2 separate regions of the Mus musculus genome follow, and region 1 is linked to region 2. Evidence: chromatin contacts called from public Hi-C data. All regions are on one chromosome and are shown on one strand. The core of a region is the stretch at or near the end of the contact, and the rest is flanking DNA. Distances in the headings are between cores, read along the strand shown. Region 1 overlaps Plxna4 (plexin A4). Region 2 has its middle 80 kb from the start of Gm31894.

Region 1 (3,284 bases), core at 708-3,207, 470 kb after region 2:
GGGATCCTGGGCTATATGAGAGTAGAGGGAGCAAGCTCAGCGTTAGCATGTGTGTGTTAATTTGTTTCTTTGCACTGTTGGCTGTGGATGTAACAGAGACAGTTGCTTCAAGTTTCTATCACCTCAACTTTCCTGCAGTGATGGATAGCAACCTGGAATTATGAACCAAATAAACCCCTTCTCATTTGATTTCCTTTGGCATAGTAGCAAGAGGAAAAATAACTAAGTCAGACCACCTAGCAACTGTGGCTGGCCAGGTCACAAGATAAGGCCGAAGATGTGATGCCAGCTCCTTGCAAAGATGGGAAAATGCCATTTGACTCTACCTCCAAGAAGAAGCAGGAAGACCAGATGCAAATTCTGTCAGGAGCCACTGAACCCTGGTGAGGAGTGCCAGGGCCTTGGTGGCCAAGAGACATGGTGAAACCAGTCCCTCCTCAGTGCAGAGCCAGACACTTCATATCTGAGGCCTGCAGTCTCTCATCAGTGCTGGGCCAGACTCCTCACTCCTGAAGCTTATACTCTTTTTGGTTGGGGGATCTTTTGTTCTTTCTGCTCCCTAGTTATGGACAATAGTTTCCCCAAGAATGTCCTAGCATGATGGAGCATAAACTGATCCTGGAGCCTTACCAGGGAGGAAGATGTGGCCTAGGGCTTTCGATGGTCACATGATTAGACCTGAGAGGGTGTAGGTCAAATGTATCCTGTAAATATAAAGCTGGTTGCATCAAGCCCACCCTGGAATGTCCCAGCCATGGATGACAGAGCAGGACACAAGGGATTGAGTCAGACACCCACCAAAGAGGGCCATGCCAGGCCCATGTTGAAATGCAGGATATAGCCCAAGGCAGTGGTTCTCAACCTGTGGGTCCTGACCTCTTTGGGGAGTCAAACACCCTTTTCACAGGGGTCACAGAAGACCACTGGAAAATATATATCAGTATCAAATTTAGAGTTAAGAAGTAGCAACAAAAATCATTTTGTGGCTGGAGGCCACCACAACAGGAGGTACTATATTAAAGCGCCACGGCATTAGAAAGGATGAGAACCACTGTCCTAAGAGAATGAAGAATCCAGGACTTCCCCTGAGAGCCACTGAAGTCTCTAGCACAATAATAACCAACACTTATATAGTACTCACGTAGACCGAACTTTTGTTTCCACAGAGGTACAGTAAGTGGCATTTAATTCACATTCTATAGCCACAAAGACTAAGACACAGGATGACTAAGAGTGACGCCTGAAGTCAAAGGAATAGATTAGTAACAGTCCGGCTTTACCTTGTAGACGTTCTTTCCAAAAACTGCACTCCTCGCCAAGACCCAGACAGTCTTACGGAGCCCAGATTAGCCTAGACTCATTCGAGAGCCAAGAATGACCTTGAACTTCTGAACTTCATGCCTCTACTTCTCAAGAGCTAGGGTTACATGGGGTGCACCATCATGCCAGGTTTACGTGGGACGTGGCAAAGTAAGCACTCTACCAACTGAACTATGCCACCCAGCTCAAAGCCACGCTCTTAACCAGTATATGGTGTGGTCTCCCCAGACTGAATGGGGTGACTGGTTTCTTCAGGGCTTGTCCTGGCCTTTCTGGAATGAGAACTCTGAGGCTGGCCAGGCTCCACATTCAACTGACCCTGAGGGACTCCACACACCAGACTCATCCCCAGGCTCCTGTCACTCTGACAGCTGCCCGGGGGTGGGAGTTGGGACCACATATCGTTCATGCTCTCTGCTGGGAAAACCCAGCCATCCACCGGAGGCTCAAACTCCTCTCTGTAACCAGTCTTCCCGAAAATTGTACAAATGCCGGAAGATAAAAGCGTGGGGATCGGCATGAATGGAGTGGGTTTTTCAGAAACACCGTTTAACATCAAGAGCCTTCTGATGTGAGCGATTTGGATTCTGGTGCATTTCTGGATTGTTTGTTGAATTATGCATCAGCAGCTTCTGTTGCCGTAAAAAAGCGCCACCGCCACTCGGGCTGTTCTGAAACCTGCAGCAATGGAGACAGTTGGGCGCACAGTTTGGGAAGTGAGATTTGTCTTTGATGACAGAGAAGCAGCAGAAAGGGAGAAAGAGAGGAGTGTGGATATGGAAAAAAGGGAGTAGGAAAATCCAGGGAGCAAGCAGGAGAGTCCCAGGCACTTACACAGCATGCTCTCAAATCAACCTCGCACCAGAGAGAACCAAGAGATGAGCTGACCGCTGACACTGGATCAGACTTCCCATGTGTCCATCCTCACCATGAGTCAAAAGGTCGAGAGAGAGCCAGAACTCACCCTTGTCCAGGATGGAACACACACGCGGACTGCCAATCGTTTATTAACTACCACCTGAAGTGGAAAGTTCTCAACTAATTTGTACTTCCGTTTTATTGGGTCAAGGACAGTTCTTCCATTTGCTGCAGGCTGGTATACTTATCATAAAACTACAGTGGTGGTCAGGACACCCATGTGACAAAGGGCACAGAGCAGGAGGAGAAAGAACCACAAATTGCGTGCTGTTCAGAGGCTGGAATGCAGTTATAACCCTAGTCTCTTGACATCCCCAACTCCTTTCTTCTGTCACATCTGAACACCTATCCATCTGAGGAAGCTCTCATCTCTGATGGCCCCCAAGCTGATAAAGCCAAGTTGGGGGGCCTAGAACAATGGGAAGAAACCATATAAAAACCCCAAGCCATCTACTCCAGAGCAGAGCGCTGCCTCTACAAGGGCATGAACCTAAGAAGGTTATTTAGCTTGCTGTACCTCAGTTTCCCCATCTGTTTATCATTGTTCAGTTTATCATTGTTCTTTTCCATGTTGGACAAGGATATATATTGGAATGTAGCATCACAACGCTGAGCAGATACTGGGCAGTCAGTAAATATTACCTTGCTGGTTCCATTGTTAGTCTCAAGAGGAAGGAAGGGAAGGAGGGAAGGAGGGAGGGAGGGAGGGAGGGAGGGAGGGAGGGAGGGAGGGAGGGAGGGAGGGAGGGAGAAAAAGAAAAATGCTGTGATTTTAGAAGATCTCTTGGGTCATCCAGGAAGGCTCTATGGAGTGGAGACTATGTTCTCACTAGTGCAGAGCCTGTTTGGTCTCTCAAACAGTGAACTCCATGCCCACATCAGCCAGGCCAGGAGACCCCAGGGAGTGTGTTGGCATCATGTCAGTGGAGCTGCCATCCATGCTGGTCTGGAGAGAGCCTCATCCCTACAGTGGTCCGTTTCAGGAAGCCAGTGAGCCAAAACTACTCTCTTGGGCTGGCCCTGTTTAAGACCTGGGCTCCAGGGAC
Region 2 (3,275 bases), core at 775-3,274:
GCCCTCCCTGCACCCACATTGGACCTTGGGGGAGCGACTGGTTTTGCATCTTCTTCTGTGTGTGATAGCAGGGGTAGAAACCTGCAGCTGCTCTCCTGAACACCTTGAAGTCATCGACCTGATCTGAGGGGCAGAGGGGGCTGGATAGGGGGCAGATGGTGGCTTCAGGACAGGGTTCAGGAGCGTGGGGGTGGAGTTATGCCGAAGTCTTCGCTCCTGGGTCCACACCTTGCCTCTGCCCTCTCCCCTTATTTTCTCTCTCTAGCCCACCCTGTCTTACCACCCTCCTCTCCCCGTAGCGCTCCCACACACCAGAAGCCCTGGGCCACAGCTTCTGAGGTAGGTGGCCGGCCAAATTCAAAGCCCTGAGCCTGGTTGTCTCAGCTGAGGCAGAGGAAGTCTCTACCATTTGATCTTTATGTTGCTGCTCAGGCGTCTCAGCGGTTACAAATAGCCCAGCCCTCTGCGTGCTGACGGCAGCAATGGGACATTACAGTAATGTACCCATTCAAACAGAGTGGATGCCAAGATTGCTACAGCAGCTTTTAGCCACGGAACATTTAGCCTTCAGTAATAGCATTCTGGGTCCCTCTGGAAGCTTCCTCGCAGATGCACCTGGGATATCCCCGCCCCACCACAGCTCTGGGACCGAAGAAGGGACAAAGAAGAGTTCTCATTTCTGTTGAGGAAACACATTCAAATAAGGGAGCCTCATGCAGAAAATAGGAAAGGGATCGCTGACGAATGCCATGATCATATGATAATGTACGCGCATCCTCCACACCGATCACGGGCGAGGTCTCCTTAACGGCTGTGTTGTCACTGAGACCAGGAGACAGAGCAGCTGTCGGGAGACACACATGGTAGCGCTCTGCCTTACAGCACTACACCCCCAAGCCCATGACCTTGACCTTTTAGACAAGGAAAGTCATTTCAGGGCTGGCCTCGGGAAATGCTAGACTCAGAGGAAGCTGGCCTGTCCTTGGCCTCCCAGGCTCCAATCTCAAGGCTCCTATGCTGTTCTGGGATCTCTACTCTGTGCCCTCCTGTCTTCCTGAGCACCAGTCCTCAGGAGCCCGCAGAATTTACACAGCAGGCCTTGCCTACTAATAGGAGCTCAGTAAATCGCCAAGGCTGCAATAGAATTACCAGAGGCCTTGCTCTGTGGTCACCCATGTGGAGAAATGGAGCAAGACAGTGTCCTATCTCTGTAACCCCTTTACCTCACTACTGCTCACAAAACAGGGAAGAAAACTGATAAGGGTCGGGGGCCTGAATCGGATCTCTCCACCCTGGCTTGCCAAAACTGCACCATCTGTTACCTAAGGGAATTCCCTAGGACTCAGAAGACCCATTCTACAGATGAGGAGAGCGAGGCACAGAAAGGTCCAACACGAGTAGGAAGTGACAGCCATGGAGCTGTATCCCAGCGTTCTAGTCCTTCATCCTATCTACTGTAGCTTTGATCTGTGCTCAAAGTTGCCAAGGTGAATATTTATAAACTCTCAGAACTCAAGAGGTTGTGGAGTAAGTAGGCTCCCCCTACCCCCAAATCACTACACAGCTTGCTTTGAAATCAAACTAGAAAATACCTGGGGAGCACAAAGCGGGTAAATGGGGAATGGGCAGGACCTTGAACTTTGCTCGAAGGTCCACATAGAAGAACTCAGGCAGCTTTTCTCCTCCCAGATTCCACTTTGGGTCTCACTTTTATTGGTCTTTTCTTTAGTTATGTGTTGTTGTTGTTGTTGTTGTTGTTGTTGTTGTTGTTGTTGTTGTTGTTGTTGTTGTTGTTGTTGGTGGTGGTGGTGGTGGTGGTGGTGGTGGTGGTGGTGGTGGTGGCTGCAACCCTCTTGATTTGGTGAGACTTAGCTGCTGCGTTCATGCGGTTTAGTCCGAATCCGTAATTCATCATGCGAACAGCAGAGGGCGCTCGTGTCCTTGGAGAACGAATTGGGTTTCCCACCGCCCCGTTCTCATTCATCCGCGAGGTCTTTACTTCTTTGCTACTGGTGCAGGCTAGGGTGGAGCAATGCTTAAGAGAGAGGGCTTCCGAGCCTGCCAGCTGCAGATCCTGGCACATCTGTGTGTGTGCCTTCCTCATCTGTTCTGCCTTTAAGGAAGCAGAGTGGCTTGGGGAAGAAAACGGAGAAGAGGGGGCGGGGCTTCAGAGCGTACTGACCACATCGGTGAGTCGCTCAGGATTAGCATTTCATCTGAGCACAGGTCAGACTGTTCCCAGAGGAGCAGAGAAGCATCAATTCCTAATAGGGTGGGAGTGGGGTGGAGGGGCAGGGTTTATAAACTTGGCGATCTCTCCATGTTTCTTTGGGCAGGTCACCAAGCCCTTGTGTGTCAAGTTTCTGAATATGAAGCGGAGATTATTTAAAAATTGATCATCTCTAAAGTCCCTTCCAGGGCTCAAGCCTGGGTTTGTACCTTTCTCTCAGTTCTTTCGTAGAGCATACTGGCCTCAGCCCTCTGGCATGCCAGAGCCATGTCTGGGGGACTCAGGGGACTAGGTTGACTGACAGGCAGACCGTCCCATTCCAATCCCTGCTGCTGCCTTCTTTCTGCTCCTTGAGGAGGAAGGCTACCTGGTCACCATGTCCTTGAGACAGTTAGTGTGAGCATCACCTGCAGATGCTGCGACCATCTCCTTGAACAGCCATGCTCATCAGCAACACTACACCGCAGCTCTGACCTGAGTGGGAGGAAGGTTTCCTGCACTGAAGACAAGGTGGTGTGATAGGATGGGGGAAACCAAGCTGTGGTCTTGGCTCTGCAAGGACCTCTCTGGGCACATAGGAGAAAAAATCCTTTGTGTCTTTGAGCCTCAGTATGCCCATCCACAGAATGGGTGGCTGGCATTGGTTTCTAGGCCTTTCTGCTTTAAGGACTGCAGCTCTGAATTCTTGTCAAGCATACTTCTCTATCTGACTCTGTGGAGAAGCAGGAGGAAGGGGACTATTTCTGGAAGATACCAGAGAGGGAAGAGAGAAAAGGAAGATAAGGGGAACCCTTAGAAACATGTACCTCCCTGTCTTAGTCAGGGTTTCTATTCCTGCACAAACATCATGACCAAGAAGCAAGTTGGGGAGGAAAGGATTTATTCAGCTTACACTTCCACATTGCTGTTCATCACCAAGGAAGTCAGGACTGGAACTCAAGCAGGTCAGGAAGCAGGAGCTGATGCCGAGGCCATGGAGGGATATTCCTTACTGGCTTGCTTCCCCTGGCTTGCTCAGCCTGCTCTCTTATAGAACTCAAGACTA

What was found. Hi-C and Micro-C count contacts between places; a contact is called where the count stands out from the background.
Region 1: a Hi-C map of cortical neurons shows a contact between it and region 2, with 4 times the contacts expected there. The contact joins two enhancer-like sites. A contact is called at or near these places in 4 of 484 Hi-C or Micro-C datasets (cerebellar granule neurons, cerebral cortex, cortical neurons and 1 more) and 4 of 115 datasets of contacts at active chromatin or transcription factors (VIP interneurons, embryonic basal ganglia, embryonic midbrain and 1 more).

Annotation. Positions count from the first base shown.
Region 1 is chr6:32,404,609-32,407,892 of GRCm38.p6, forward strand. The region is part of intron 3 of Plxna4 (plexin A4); the gene reads right to left. Among named protein-coding and RNA genes, the nearest start is that of Plxna4os1, 100 kb to the right of the region's middle. Within about 2 kb of position 1,958, at least 10 of the 459 cell types and tissues checked have an H3K27ac peak or open chromatin away from gene starts, as enhancers often do. A contact at or near this core is called in cerebral cortex and cortical neurons, where this site is marked.
Region 2 is chr6:31,936,422-31,939,696 of GRCm38.p6, forward strand. No RefSeq gene overlaps it. Among named protein-coding and RNA genes, the nearest start is that of Gm31894, 80 kb to the right of the region's middle. Within about 2 kb of position 2,025, at least 46 of the 459 cell types and tissues checked have an H3K27ac peak or open chromatin away from gene starts, as enhancers often do. A contact at or near this core is called in cerebral cortex and cortical neurons, where this site is marked.